Linked DNA regions of Sus scrofa: all the other regions are linked to region 3. Evidence: chromatin contacts called from public HiChIP or PLAC-seq data. All regions are on one chromosome and are shown on one strand. The core of a region is the stretch at or near the end of the contact, and the rest is flanking DNA. Distances in the headings are between cores, read along the strand shown.

Region 1 (4,022 bases), core at 778-3,277, 380 kb before region 3:
CTCCCCTCCGGTGAAAGGTGACAGAGCTGGGCCAGAGAGTTCGGATAAAGACGACACAGTTATCGCTTTCCTTGGCTTTCGAGACGGAAATGAGATTTAGGGAACCCAGGCCTGCATATTATCTGAAATCCTTGATCCAAACCCAAGCAGCACATTTTAGTGATTGCCTTGCAAGCCTTGCAGTTGGTGATTTATTTATAAGGATCTCCAAACAAAATGGGAAAAAATGGGGAAATCACTCATAGTACTGGTAATACAATTGAGTGTGTTCTCAATGAAAATATACACATGAATTATGCATTGCTGGGGTGGTGGTGGAGTTGAGGACTGAGTAGGAAAGCAAAGACGGGGAAAAATATAAGCAATTTCATTCTAAGGTAATGTGGGGAATTACTTATTTAAGGATAACTCTGCTGAGCTGTGCTTGTCTTGACCAAGGGCCCTACAGTAAAAATCGTTCCTAAAACACAAGAAAAAAAAATCACTGGTGTTTTTATTGGAGGAAATTTTACCAGTTGTATTTTTCAAGGGGGAAAGTGAGCTGACCAATTATACAATGAAGTTTAACATTTCATGGAACATTCTCCTAGTAGGTATTACTACGCGGGAAAGACAGAGGGATGCCAGACCACGTGAAAATCTCTAGATGTAAAAACATGTGTGTGTTTGTGTATATGCCTCATTTATCTCTCATGATCAGGCGTTAATCCATCTTGGCACGTGTGCAGAAGAATCGAAAAGTTGCATCGCTTAAGCACCAAATTTTTTATTAAAGCATTTAATGGAAAGATTTCAAAATCATTTACATATTTCCCTCACCTTAAAAATTATGAGAATTGATTTTTGTAGCTTTGTACAATATTATGAAATGACCGTAGGGAGCTATTTAGAAATACAGCCCTGAAAGTATAGAGTGTTCTGCCCTCTACTGAAATGGCCCCAGACAGTCGTATTTTGAGTGATTGTCTACTTTTTGTAGTTTTTAGTCTCATCTCTTTGGGTCAGTTCCTACTTCCCACTCCTTGCCTCTTACAAGCTCATTAACTTTCTAAATCATTTCTTCTAATCTCCCATGTGCTCAGAACACAGATAACTAGATTGGTTTAAATTGAAAGTAAAACAAAAGGAAGCAAATGCTAAGTGAGAGCTGGAGAAGCTTATCTGGTAATAAAATGCATTGAGTTTGAGGGTATGATTTTTTTTTTTCCCCATCTGGTTTGGCTTCTCAGAGACATTTTTACAAATGGTGTGTTTCTCAGCTATGTTTCAGACAATTAATAACACTAAGTTAATAATGGCCAGAGAAATGAGGTCTCCTAATGCGAATTATAAAAATAACCACTGTGATTAAGTAAAACTGCATCCCATCTATGGAACATACATCTTCTCTTTCAGCGATGAAACGTCGCTGGAAATAAAAATGAACCAGCCACTAAAGGGAAAAAAAGTAGGATCAAGTTTTGTTTTTCTGTATCACAGAGAAGTCACCCAGTACCACTGGAGGGTATCAAGGCTTTTGCTGACTCAGAGAAGAAACGCATTTGCCATTCAAAGACAAATTAAACAGGGCATGGATCATGCCACATAGATCGCCAGACTCAGTTATCTGCCAAGACCAGGCAACATTCAGTTCCCCCCAAACACATCAGCACGCAGCAAATTCTCTGGCTCTGTGTGGCCAAAACGTCTTTGTCAAAATGTGCAGTTGGAACAAATATTGCCAAGTGGCCCAGACTAGATTTGTCCCAGGAGAAATTGACACAAATTCCTTCAGGACCAGGGCAGCCACCTCAGCTACATGGATTGCCGGGTGATAGGATTAAAGGAGCTCGAAAGTGGCACTGTGACCTAATATAACTCTCAAATCTACTGCATGCAGAGTCCTGGAACTGAGGACCAGCAGGGGGAAAGAAGTCACTTATCCCAGGCGGCACCGCGGCATTCCAGCGTTTGCCCAGACTCTTCTTCAGTAGGAACAGGAGGCGAGCCTGCCCATCAAGCAGCCCTGCCCAGAAGAAAAGGCAGGCTGATAGACGAGGCTCAGGGGAGATCAGGGTGTCCCTGCTAAGCATGTGCTGGCAAGACACGAGAGGATCCTGACATGAGAACATTTCTGGACAGGATCTGAGTTGGCGAGGATCCCTGGACACCCGGGAGAGCTATGTCTGGACTACAGAAGCTCCAACTTCACATCTGAACAAATGAGATGGCACCCAGGGAAGCCAATGTCCTTAGGCCAAGCGTCCATGGAAAAACCAAGGGCATTCCTATAATAGAGGTGCCTTTTCCCCTATGTAAGCAGCATTCAGAAGCAGAAATCAACTTCTCAGAAAGGACTGGTGAGAAGAAATTGAAGCTGGAGAATTACCGGGACGTGAAAACGATCTAAGTGAATCAGGCTCAGTAGAGATGTAAAGCTTGGTACCTCCCAAGAGAAGAGGAAAGGGGTACAGAGCCTTCTTCTCATGCCTGCCTCATCGCCCAAGGCCAGACAGTCCCAGGGAAGGACTGTCCATGAGACAACACAGAGAAGGCCCCACATTCAAGATGTCGCAGAGAGGCAAAAAAGCGCGTCAGTCCTTCCAGCAGGAAATACCATTCTCGCAGAGAAAGGCTGACAGGCCTCAAATAGTGCAGAATCATTTTCACCCAAAGGCACCCACCTGCATTGCCAGGGACTCAGCATTCCACTCACATCAGCTGTGCACCCTGGTTGCAGAACCTTCTGCTGACAGCCTTTCTCTCTTCCCTGAAGGCTCCTTCTTCTGGTCTTCCCTCAGCAATCCCCATGAGCAAACTGCTGTTTTTCTCAACACACTGTGTGTAGGGCACGGTAGAGCCAGATCTCCCCATTTCAAATATTCTGTCCCACTGCCCTGCATTTGCCAGACGCTGTGCCCAGGGCCCTTGGTTTGGAACAGAAGGTCCCATTAGCCAAGGGAAATGTTCTCCAGCCAAATTCCACTTCCAGGAGAAGGCACTTCTGAAGATGGTAAATGAACCCCCCCCACCCCCTGAGAAAGGCAGAATTTATCTGTGATCGATGATCAAGACAACAGGCCAGTGGAGAAAGTCCCTGCTTGGCTTTCTCTATCAGAGACTGTATCTTACTGGGTTCTCAAGCTGCATCTTCATCATCAGCCATGAGCAGCATGGCGCCATGGACTTTGTCTGCATGGAACCACTGTATCCCCAGGAAGTGACATGCTAATGGGCATGCTAATGGTTGACGGTAATCATTTTTTGAGGAATGGATAGAGACATCAGTGAGAGAAGAGAGGAACTTTTAACCAGAAGCCTGAAGAAATGTGAAAATATTTCTGGAGACCAGGAGCTTTGGCGGACAAATGGCTTCTTCTACGTGAAAACATGACCATCCACACCACACACGATATGGGATGAAAACATCGGAGTTAGTAATACCCTTTGGTAATCCACACCTCCTAAAGCACCATCCTGAGGTTTTAAAGTCAGCCACTTTAACCAGGGAAATTCACATGACTGCAGAGAGAGCTGGCAACACTTTCTGACTCCGGGCCATTTGAAGGAAGATGGGGAGGATTGAACACATCGAAGAATTTCTCAAAAGTGAAAAAGTACTTGGCATCCGTTTCTTCTCATGCCTCTGGTGCTGAAATATCAGCCACTGTGGAAATTGGTCTCTGTAGTTGCTCCCCGGCGACCGATGCGTCGGTTTCATTTGCCCCCCACCTCCCCCCGCACTTTCTCCTTTAAGCAAGTTGCACATTTGGTGCAATCATTTCTTTGCCGCATCTCTCTAAATTCTCTATCATGAGAAAGTCTGATCAAAATGTCCAGCCTTCACTATGACCCGGGATTCTGGTAATGAATTAAGAGTTAACTGGAGTGCAAATGAACGAGAGAGCTTGCCAGAGGATGGTTAGAGAATTTCATGACAATTAGCACTGATTTGCGCTACAAGAATAGAAAAAAAAAATGTTTTAAAGGAGAACAAAAAAAGCTACTCACACATACACAACCCAAAAAAAGCCTTCTAGCAC
Region 2 (4,365 bases), core at 282-2,781, 320 kb before region 3:
TTCTGGGTGAACTAACTCTCACCGGCTCAGCCCAGACTGGTTGGTGGTTTATGACGCTTAAGCAAGAGAAATTAATAGGAAAATGGATGACATAGAGTGAGAGAAAAAGAAGGAACACAATTCAATATTAAGAAAAGCCAACTGGCCCCACATCCTCGAAGGCATTAGAGAGTATTTTCCTTCAGACAGCTTTCTGGCTACAGCCTGAAGTTCATGAGTGCTAGCCTTGCTTGTGCCATGTGTCTAAATCACCCCTGTCCATTTAATAATAATCATAAGGTCTTACTTTTATAGGGCTTTAGTTTAGAAGGCACTCTCACATACATTAATCATTCATGTGACACTGGGTACTCATCTGCCAGGGGTTGGGGGCAAAGTAAGTCTTTCTCTAGTTATGTAGAGATGAGCAGTTCCTTCTGGGAAAGATGTAATGCATCCTATGTGGTCTAACAAAGACACCTCTCAATATCACTTGCAAGGTAGACCCATCCACTGAAGAGAGGTGAACAAATTGCCATGGGGATAAGGAAATTCCTGGAAAAAAAAATTGGAAGGTCTCACTTAATGTTAATTGGAATCTCACTATTAGAAAAAGGCAGTCTCTGTTAAGGTCCCAAAGAGGACACATAGGAAGGGGAGGGAGCCCAAAGGGGTGACATGGGGAAGGATGGATTTGGCTGAACCTAGAAATCCACCCAGAGCCTGCCACTCTGTGTGGATACAATGCTATGAGGAGCACTGACTTAGCACGTGAGTGTGATGAAAGAAGGTGGCAAGCTGGAGCTCAAGCCAGGGGACATCACTGGGTCCGTGTAGAGAGCAGTGGACCAGGCTCCGCAGTGCTATACACGATCACCATCCAACAGTGACACTGTGTGGCAGCAACAGAAGTAGCGGTGCAGGCAGAAGACATGGCACCCGCTAGTCTGGTGGTTCTTTTTTTTTTTTTTTTTTTTTTTTTAAAGGCTGGATCCTCTAGATATCTGGAATATCTGGAACAATTAGGACTATGATCTGTGAGATGAGAGAGGGGTTTAAGAAAAGCAATTTTAACTTCCTGCCACAATGGAACCGGAGACACTCTGTTGCTTAATAACAAGAAGAAACATAACTGTATGGTCCATGCTGGAGAAGCCCATCATATTGGGTGCATTCACAGCAAGCATTGGTGGAGCAACAACCCTGGCCCAGACACTATACTATAGGCAGAAAAATTATTATTAGTCTCAATTTATAGATGAAGAAACTGAGGCTCATTTAGGTTGAATGGCTTGCCACGAACCCCCATTCCAGGAAAATGAACCAGCAGGCTCCCTTTCCAAAGGAGGTGGTTGTAGGTAAACAAGAAACCATGTTTCTCCTTTGGGACAAAGGTGAAATATCCCACTGGCCATTGTGGAATTGTCTTTGCGCGTGAGGCTGCCTCATTTTCACAAAGGTTCCCTGTCTTTCCACTCCCTACATGTACTTGGGCAGGAACCAAGCTCGAGGTTCTGCTCACATGCTTGTGGTTTGGCTCCCAGCTAGAGATCACATTCCCTGCTCCACAGGCAAAGCCAAGGATCCTTCTTGCAAAATACTACTGGTGTCCTGGTACCACCTCCTGAAAGAGCCGTCTATGATGCCCGCGTGCCTGGGGGGTGTGAGGGGCAGGATCAAACACTGGCGAGCGGAACATCTAGCAAGAAAAGATGATGCCTCCTCTTTCCCCCAGTAAGTTTCCCAAGAGTCATAGGCTTGACCATTGATAAATGCAACACACACTGAGGAAATCCCTCACATGAAATTAAAGCGAAACACTGGTAAGTTTCTAATATACCCATTTTGGCCATTTTTTTCTGCTTCCACATTTGGCAGAGAAAGAGCAGATAATCATGTATTTCTGGCTCACAGGGACTTTTCCTAGCTGTGTCATCATAATGAAAATGTTAGTGAATACCAATTTTTGTATCAGGGCCACTTATTGCACCACTCAAAAGGGTGCCATTTACATAGACTACCATGTCAAATGAAGCCCCTCAGAGCTGTGCAATATGTGTTTCTATAGAATACTTTCCTTATGTCAGGCACCAAAATGATTTACATGCAGTGTCTCATTTTAATAAAATAACAAACCATGTGCCTATTCGGATCTGTTTTACAGTCAGGGAATAAAATGAGTAGTAAGAGTTAAATGATTTGCACATGGTGACACAACTAGTAGGTTGCAGAAGCAGGATTCCAACTCAGGACTGAGTCCAGAGCTCATGCTGGTAACTTTCACTAATTACTATAACAATTAGACAAGAACCTTTAAGAAAGAATTACAAAGACAGTTAGTATCTAAATGTTAACCTTATATTCAAGTGGAACCTTTAATTCTATTTTTTTCAAAAAGACAAAATGGCAAATGGATTAACTTTTCTTGTCCTCTTGATGTTTAAGGACTTTTTGGTAATCTGTTTAATTTAGTGAATATTAAGTATTGATACTGCTGCATATTCATTCATGCCCATGTCCAGAAAAAAAAAGTTTAATTCATTTCACTCAATGTAAATAATAAGCCAATGTCATCACATAGCCTTTAGATCCATCAGTATGATTTTAAGAGTCAGTAACTAAATCTAGCACAGATTGAATACCTACTGTATTAGCTACAGTTCTGAGTTATCTCCATAGCATGTCTCATTCCCAAGAGAATTCCCTTATAATGCATTATAGTTAGTCCTACCTTGCACAGTTTAAGGAGCCAGAATATGAACTGAGCAGGCTAGCTCTACATCCTACTTGACCAACTCAAAGACCTGAAGGAGTGATCATAAGACATGAAAAGCAGCTGAAGGAGCCAAGAAGGGTAATCATATAAAAACAAGAAATAAACAGGATCCCAGAACAGGGAAACACACCAGTTCCTGCATATGCTAGACAGCAAAAGCATAGATCTCTCAATAACGCCCAAGAATAAGGAGGCATTTTTGTGCAAAGTCATTAAGACTAGAGACCAACAGTGGTACCACGGAGGGCTGTTGTTGCAGCAACCGACCCCAAGTTTCATGATGAAGTTCTTTCAATCATATCTCATTTACATAGAAAAGAGAGGAAGCGAAGACAGGAGAAACCGTAAGATCCCTATGTAGCTTCTACTGACTTATCCTACTTTGGCTCACCTCTATGGTGGTTTTACAGGTGAAGTTCAACTTTCATTTATTTGGGTGATCTTTATCCCACCAATACAGGGGGCTCATGCAGTGTATGATGACACACGTTCATAAGAGTTCTTGATCCTACTCTGAACCAGGCACTTGAGTCAGAATGTTCCACCATTTCTCCCTCAAGTTAGAACTCAGCACTAAACCAGAGATAAAACTGTGAATCATACCTGACTCCCAGTTGCCAGCACATAACTTCCCTATTTTTTTCCCTGGAAAAAAAAAAAAAAAAAAAAAAAAAACGAACCCCAATACAAACTCTATTGACTCTCTTTGACATTTTTTTTCTATTAAAATATGCTAAATTTCTGTCTGTCTTCAACGTATGTCTTTCTTCCAGAAAGCTGAGAAGGTACTGCCAGCTGTCTAATCACTGAGCAAAAATTCACTTGTTGGGTACCCCTTATTCCACTCTATACTCTGCAAGTCCAAACTGGTTAAGAGATCTCTACCAGAGACAGCAATGATCCCTCTGTCACTCTCTCCCCAGGAGGAAGAACAGAGCTGCATGTGGTAGTATTTTCTGCCTCATCATCACAGTCCATTCAATTATACAACTTCTCATTACTTAAGATCAGTTCCTTTTCACAATGTCCCAAAGGGATGTGCCTTGACAAACACCCCATTCATCTCAATAGAACTTAGCAAAGTCAGAATAATATACACAAGCACAACTGGGCTTGGAGGTAAGTCCAAAAGAAACTATCTGATGCTATGGCCCATGATAGGCTTGGAGTGGCCAAATCGGGTCCTATGAGATCCAGAGTCGAGGCTCCAGAGAGGTTACAAAAATAAGTGAACTGAGGAAGTGGAGGAGTTTCACAGAGATAGGAAAAATCAGCATCAGCCAAAAAAAAAAAAAAAAAAAAAAAAAGTCTTTGCTAAATACAGTTTCTAATTCTTGCCATGGGCTTAATTTCAGTACCTCTGAGTATCCTGACTAGGAATTGTTACAGAGAAAGTCTGAGGGACCATAAAAAGCCCCTCTCTGGAAGGTAGAGGCAGCCAGTGACACTTCCTCATTTCAGAAAAAAATGCACATCTTTTCCTGGTCCAACAACTCTCTAGGTCATTCATTTATTCATTCTTTCATTAAATTGTTACGCACTTAGTACATGTCATACGTTATGCGAGGTAGTCACTGGAGGATACAATGACAAATAAGACATGCCTTCGA
Region 3 (3,994 bases), core at 398-2,897:
TAGCCTGGCCCTTCTTTCTAGATTTAGATACAGCTCAAAAGAGACTCAGACTTTGAAGACCCAGGCAGAAAATTGTGCGAGTCACATGGAGTCATTTCGACGGTTTTCTCAGCTGTTTCCTAAGAAAACAGATTTAACATTTGTCACCTTCCTTCCCGAATAAGGAAAGCGATTTCACTTTCTCCCGAAGCAAAAAAACCACAAGGTGGATTTGGCATTTTGTTGAGGGCAGGGTGGGGTTCAGATGAATGGTGTGTGGAGGGTTTCTTTGTTTTTACAATCATTCAATCCTTACACACCCATGCAGGAAGCTAAAGGGATTGCCCACGCCTCTTCCTGGGGCTTCCTAATTGAATGATCCCACCACGAAACTGTTCTCCTCTATTCCCCTCACCGCTTCTCTTTCCATTCTCCCTGTTGCACATCTTGGGCCATAATTAGTTTCTGGAATAGAAGAATGGCTGGGGGACAGAAGAGAAGGGAACGAGAAGAAGGAAGAAACCAGAAGTGGGCAACACATGATGAAAAGGGCTTTTTTTTTTTTCTTTGTATGTCTAAATTGACAGTCAAAGTATTTCCTCTATCAGGTCAGGTCATCAGACCAGCAATTCTTGAGCATGTATCATACACTATATTCTTTATACATATTAGGTCGCTGATTTCCAATTACCTTATAAGTGATGCAGTATTGCGCTTACGTAACAGGCGAAGAAGTGAAGGCTTAGATCGAAGCTAAATAGCTTGTCCAGAGTCACATTAGCGAGTGACAGTGAGGGCTGGAGCCCAGATGCAAACCCAGGTTGTCTGCCTCCAAATCCAGTTCTGACACCTATATCCTTACAATCAAAGAGAGAGTTAGGGAAATTGCTCATGAACAATGACCCAGGCAGTCATCACACTAGATCAACCAGGGGCGATTTTTGCTCCCGAAGGGACCCTGAGGAATGTGGTTATCACAATGGGTCAATGCAACTAGCGTCTAGTGAACAGAGGCTAGAAATGCTCCAAACAGCATACCATCCACAGCACAGCCCCCACAATGAAAAATGATGAGGTCTGAAATATTAATAGCATCACGCCCAAGCTCAGAGACTGCACCAGAGGCTCCCATTATTATGTAAAATGGGTCCTCTGCCACCAACCCCTGACCTTCTGTGCTAAACAGGAGAACAGATCCTAACTCACAGATATACAGTGACGTGTTTAACCAGGTCTGGAGCTGGCCATTTTTAAGAATGGGGTGGCGGGGGGAGGGGGGGATGAGAAGGAAGAAAAAGAAAAGAAAGAAGAAAAAGGAAATGAACAAGAAAAGGAGAAGGAGAAAAGTAACATTAGAAACCCACAGGGCGGCATTCAACAGCTGGATCACATTACATGGAACTCCGCCCCAGTGACAGCACAACAGGCTGCTTTTGTGTCTTCATGAATAACGCAGTGCGCTGGGCAAATGCGTTTCCCCATTTAGAAACAGGTAGTTAATGGGAATTGAAGTGATCAAATGCTGTGTACCCCAAGGTTACTTACATCACAGGCCTGGGTGGCCCAGAGCTCATAAATAAAGCATCGGAGTGTCTTATTTTAGGCCTGGGCAGATAAGCAAAAGCTTGCATCATGTGAGCGGAGCTCACAGCGCGACATGACACTGAGCCGGCTCATTCCAGGACCTCTTGGAATGTGACATTTCGAGCACAGTACACCGAGTTCATGCCCTGTGGAAGCTCCGTGGCCCACCATGCCTTAATTTTCCACCATCTCCTTGATGCGGCTGCCGCGAGAGAGGCTGTCGCTGAACTGGACTTTAAACGATGCCAAGCTCATTCCCTACTATGCAGAAGCTCATTGGCAGCCCATTTACAACTTATAACTCTGATTTACTCATTTGCTGGGACGGGGACCACACACAGCTGGACAGCCTGCCAGCTCGCCCAGACCATTCCCTCGGAAAAGGTTTGGCCCCACTTCTAAGCCAGCTTGGCAGCTCAAAAAACAGCTGCCAGACCATGGCGGAATGTGGAGCTGCCTATAAGAAAAGAAAAAGGTCTGTTCTTCGCCTCAAAGTTTTGCACATAATTATGTAATCATATCCCTATTCAGATACTTTGACATAAATTGTGCTTAATTAAATTGTTGCTAATGTGTTGTTTTATTATTAGTTCATGGCTTGTTTGCCAATATCCACCCACATGCCGTGTGCAACACACACACACACACACACACACTGATGCTCAACCATACCAGTGTTGTTGCTTTGAAAATAATGGAAATGTTCTCTGTGAATAATTTCTCTATTTGACAGAATCACAAAATTTTTTCCAAGAGTGCTTATTCACATGGGATACAAATGGCTGGATGAATAACTCTAACGCGATAATTTGCTGTGTTACTGTTTCTTTTCTCATAGACTTCCTATAATCTGATAATATCAATCAAATACTATATGCTCTGCATGAAATAAATTCTCCCTACTACAAAAAAAAAAAAAAAAAAAAAAACAGCTCTCGTAATAAATATGTATTTCCCAGTAATCAGTGTTACGCTGTCTGATTCCAATCCTGGGACCCCGAGAAAATCTCTTCCATATATGTTTGTAAACTTGAATCTGGGGTCTGAATTTCCTACAAGGTTGTATCATGAGTCACTGATGAAAAACCACCACTCAGTCACCATGAGACCACCTTCTGGGAGAAGGGACATTTTTCTCTAATACACATCACCTCTCTTTCTGCACCTGGAATCTGCCCAGGTACCAACTCCTCTGCCTCTCACACTGTTTCTCAAAGTGTAGGCCTCCCAAAACCTTCCTATTAGAAATAGAGGCTGTCATCAGCTTTTTTAGGATGCTTAAAAAACGGAGATTCCTAGATGCCACGCCAAACCGATTAGACCTTGAACCTCGACAGGAATCTGCTTCTTCAACAGCATGTACAGGTGAAATGGGCTTGCTTTCTCCTTTGAGGCTAAAGGAATATGGACTGTTGGGTAGCGGAGAGAAAGCAAAACTATATTATTAGGCAATTTTCCTTGGAACAAGGGATGCAAATGAGATTGTGGAAAATGTGCCCATTAACTCACTGCATTGGAAGTAAATTGATATCAAAAATTTCAGGCTAAAAACCATCAGTTGGCTAATGCCCTAAATCCTCTCAACCTAACCCCCCCCCCCACACACATACACACACAAAAACAAAAAACAAAAATCTGATCTTCAGAAATGACAACCGTCTGGGGTTCCTCCCGTTGTGGCTCAGTGGTTAACAAACCTGACTGGTATCCATGAGGACTCGGTTTAATCCCTGGCCTCCCTCAGTGGGTTAAGGATCTGGCATTGCCGTGAGCTGCGGTGTAGATCACAGACACGGCTCGGATCCCGAGTTGCTGCGGCTGTGGTATAGGCTGGCAGCTACAGCTCCGATGAGCCCCCTAGCCTGGGAACCTCCCACATGCCACAAAAAGGAAAAGGCGTAAAAATGGAGAGAGAAGCATTTCTTCCATGATATACTTTAGAATGGATTTTCAACCAAAAAAGGTTGAAACAAAACTTTTCCTAGATAAAACACCACTTACCGCTCCAGCACTCCAGCGCCAGTTCTATATTTTGCCCGATAATAATCACTTTGGTTTTCTAGCCCAGCTCATCATCATTGTGATGACAGAGTACAGGGACTTTATTTATTTATTTTTTTATTTATTTTGTCTTTTTTTGCCATTTCTTGGGCCACTCCCACAGCATATGGAGGTTCCCAGGCTAGGGGTCGAATCGCCCGAGCCACAGAAACGCAGGATCCGAGCCGCATCTGCAACCTACACCACAGCTCACGGCAACGCCAGATCGTTAACCCACTGAGCAAGGGCAGGGATCGAACCCGCCACCTCATGGTTCCTAGTTGGATTCGTTAACCACTGCGCCGCGACGGGAACCCCGAGTACAGGGACTTTAGCACAAAGTTCCAGAAGAGGCTCAAAGGTAAAATGGTACCATAATTTACACCACAGA

Evidence for each region. HiChIP or PLAC-seq counts read pairs in DNA pulled down with a chosen protein or histone mark.
Region 1: a contact with region 3 is called in an H3K27ac HiChIP or PLAC-seq map of skeletal muscle. The contact joins two enhancer-like sites. A contact is called at or near these places in 1 of 47 Hi-C or Micro-C datasets (skeletal muscle) and 1 of 2 datasets of contacts at active chromatin or transcription factors (skeletal muscle).
Region 2: an H3K27ac HiChIP or PLAC-seq map of skeletal muscle shows a contact between it and region 3. The contact joins two enhancer-like sites. A contact is called at or near these places in 4 of 47 Hi-C or Micro-C datasets (fetal heart ventricle, heart right ventricle, psoas muscle and 1 more) and 1 of 2 datasets of contacts at active chromatin or transcription factors (skeletal muscle).

Annotation. Positions count from the first base shown.
Region 1 is chr8:17,926,519-17,930,540 of Sscrofa11.1, forward strand. All of the region lies in intron 2 of PPARGC1A (PPARG coactivator 1 alpha), which reads right to left. Among named protein-coding and RNA genes, the nearest start is that of PPARGC1A, 18 kb to the right of the region's middle. Within about 2 kb of position 2,028, at least 4 of the 83 cell types and tissues checked have an H3K27ac peak or open chromatin away from gene starts, as enhancers often do. A contact at or near this core is called in skeletal muscle, where this site is marked.
Region 2 is chr8:17,993,305-17,997,669 of Sscrofa11.1, forward strand. It overlaps a transcript of PPARGC1A not described here. Among named protein-coding and RNA genes, the nearest start is that of PPARGC1A, 49 kb to the left of the region's middle. Within about 2 kb of position 1,532, at least 1 of the 83 cell types and tissues checked has an H3K27ac peak or open chromatin away from gene starts, as enhancers often do. A contact at or near this core is called in skeletal muscle, where this site is marked.
Region 3 is chr8:18,309,369-18,313,362 of Sscrofa11.1, forward strand. It overlaps a transcript of PPARGC1A not described here. Among named protein-coding and RNA genes, the nearest start is that of DHX15, 310 kb to the right of the region's middle. Within about 2 kb of position 1,648, at least 9 of the 83 cell types and tissues checked have an H3K27ac peak or open chromatin away from gene starts, as enhancers often do. A contact at or near this core is called in skeletal muscle, where this site is marked.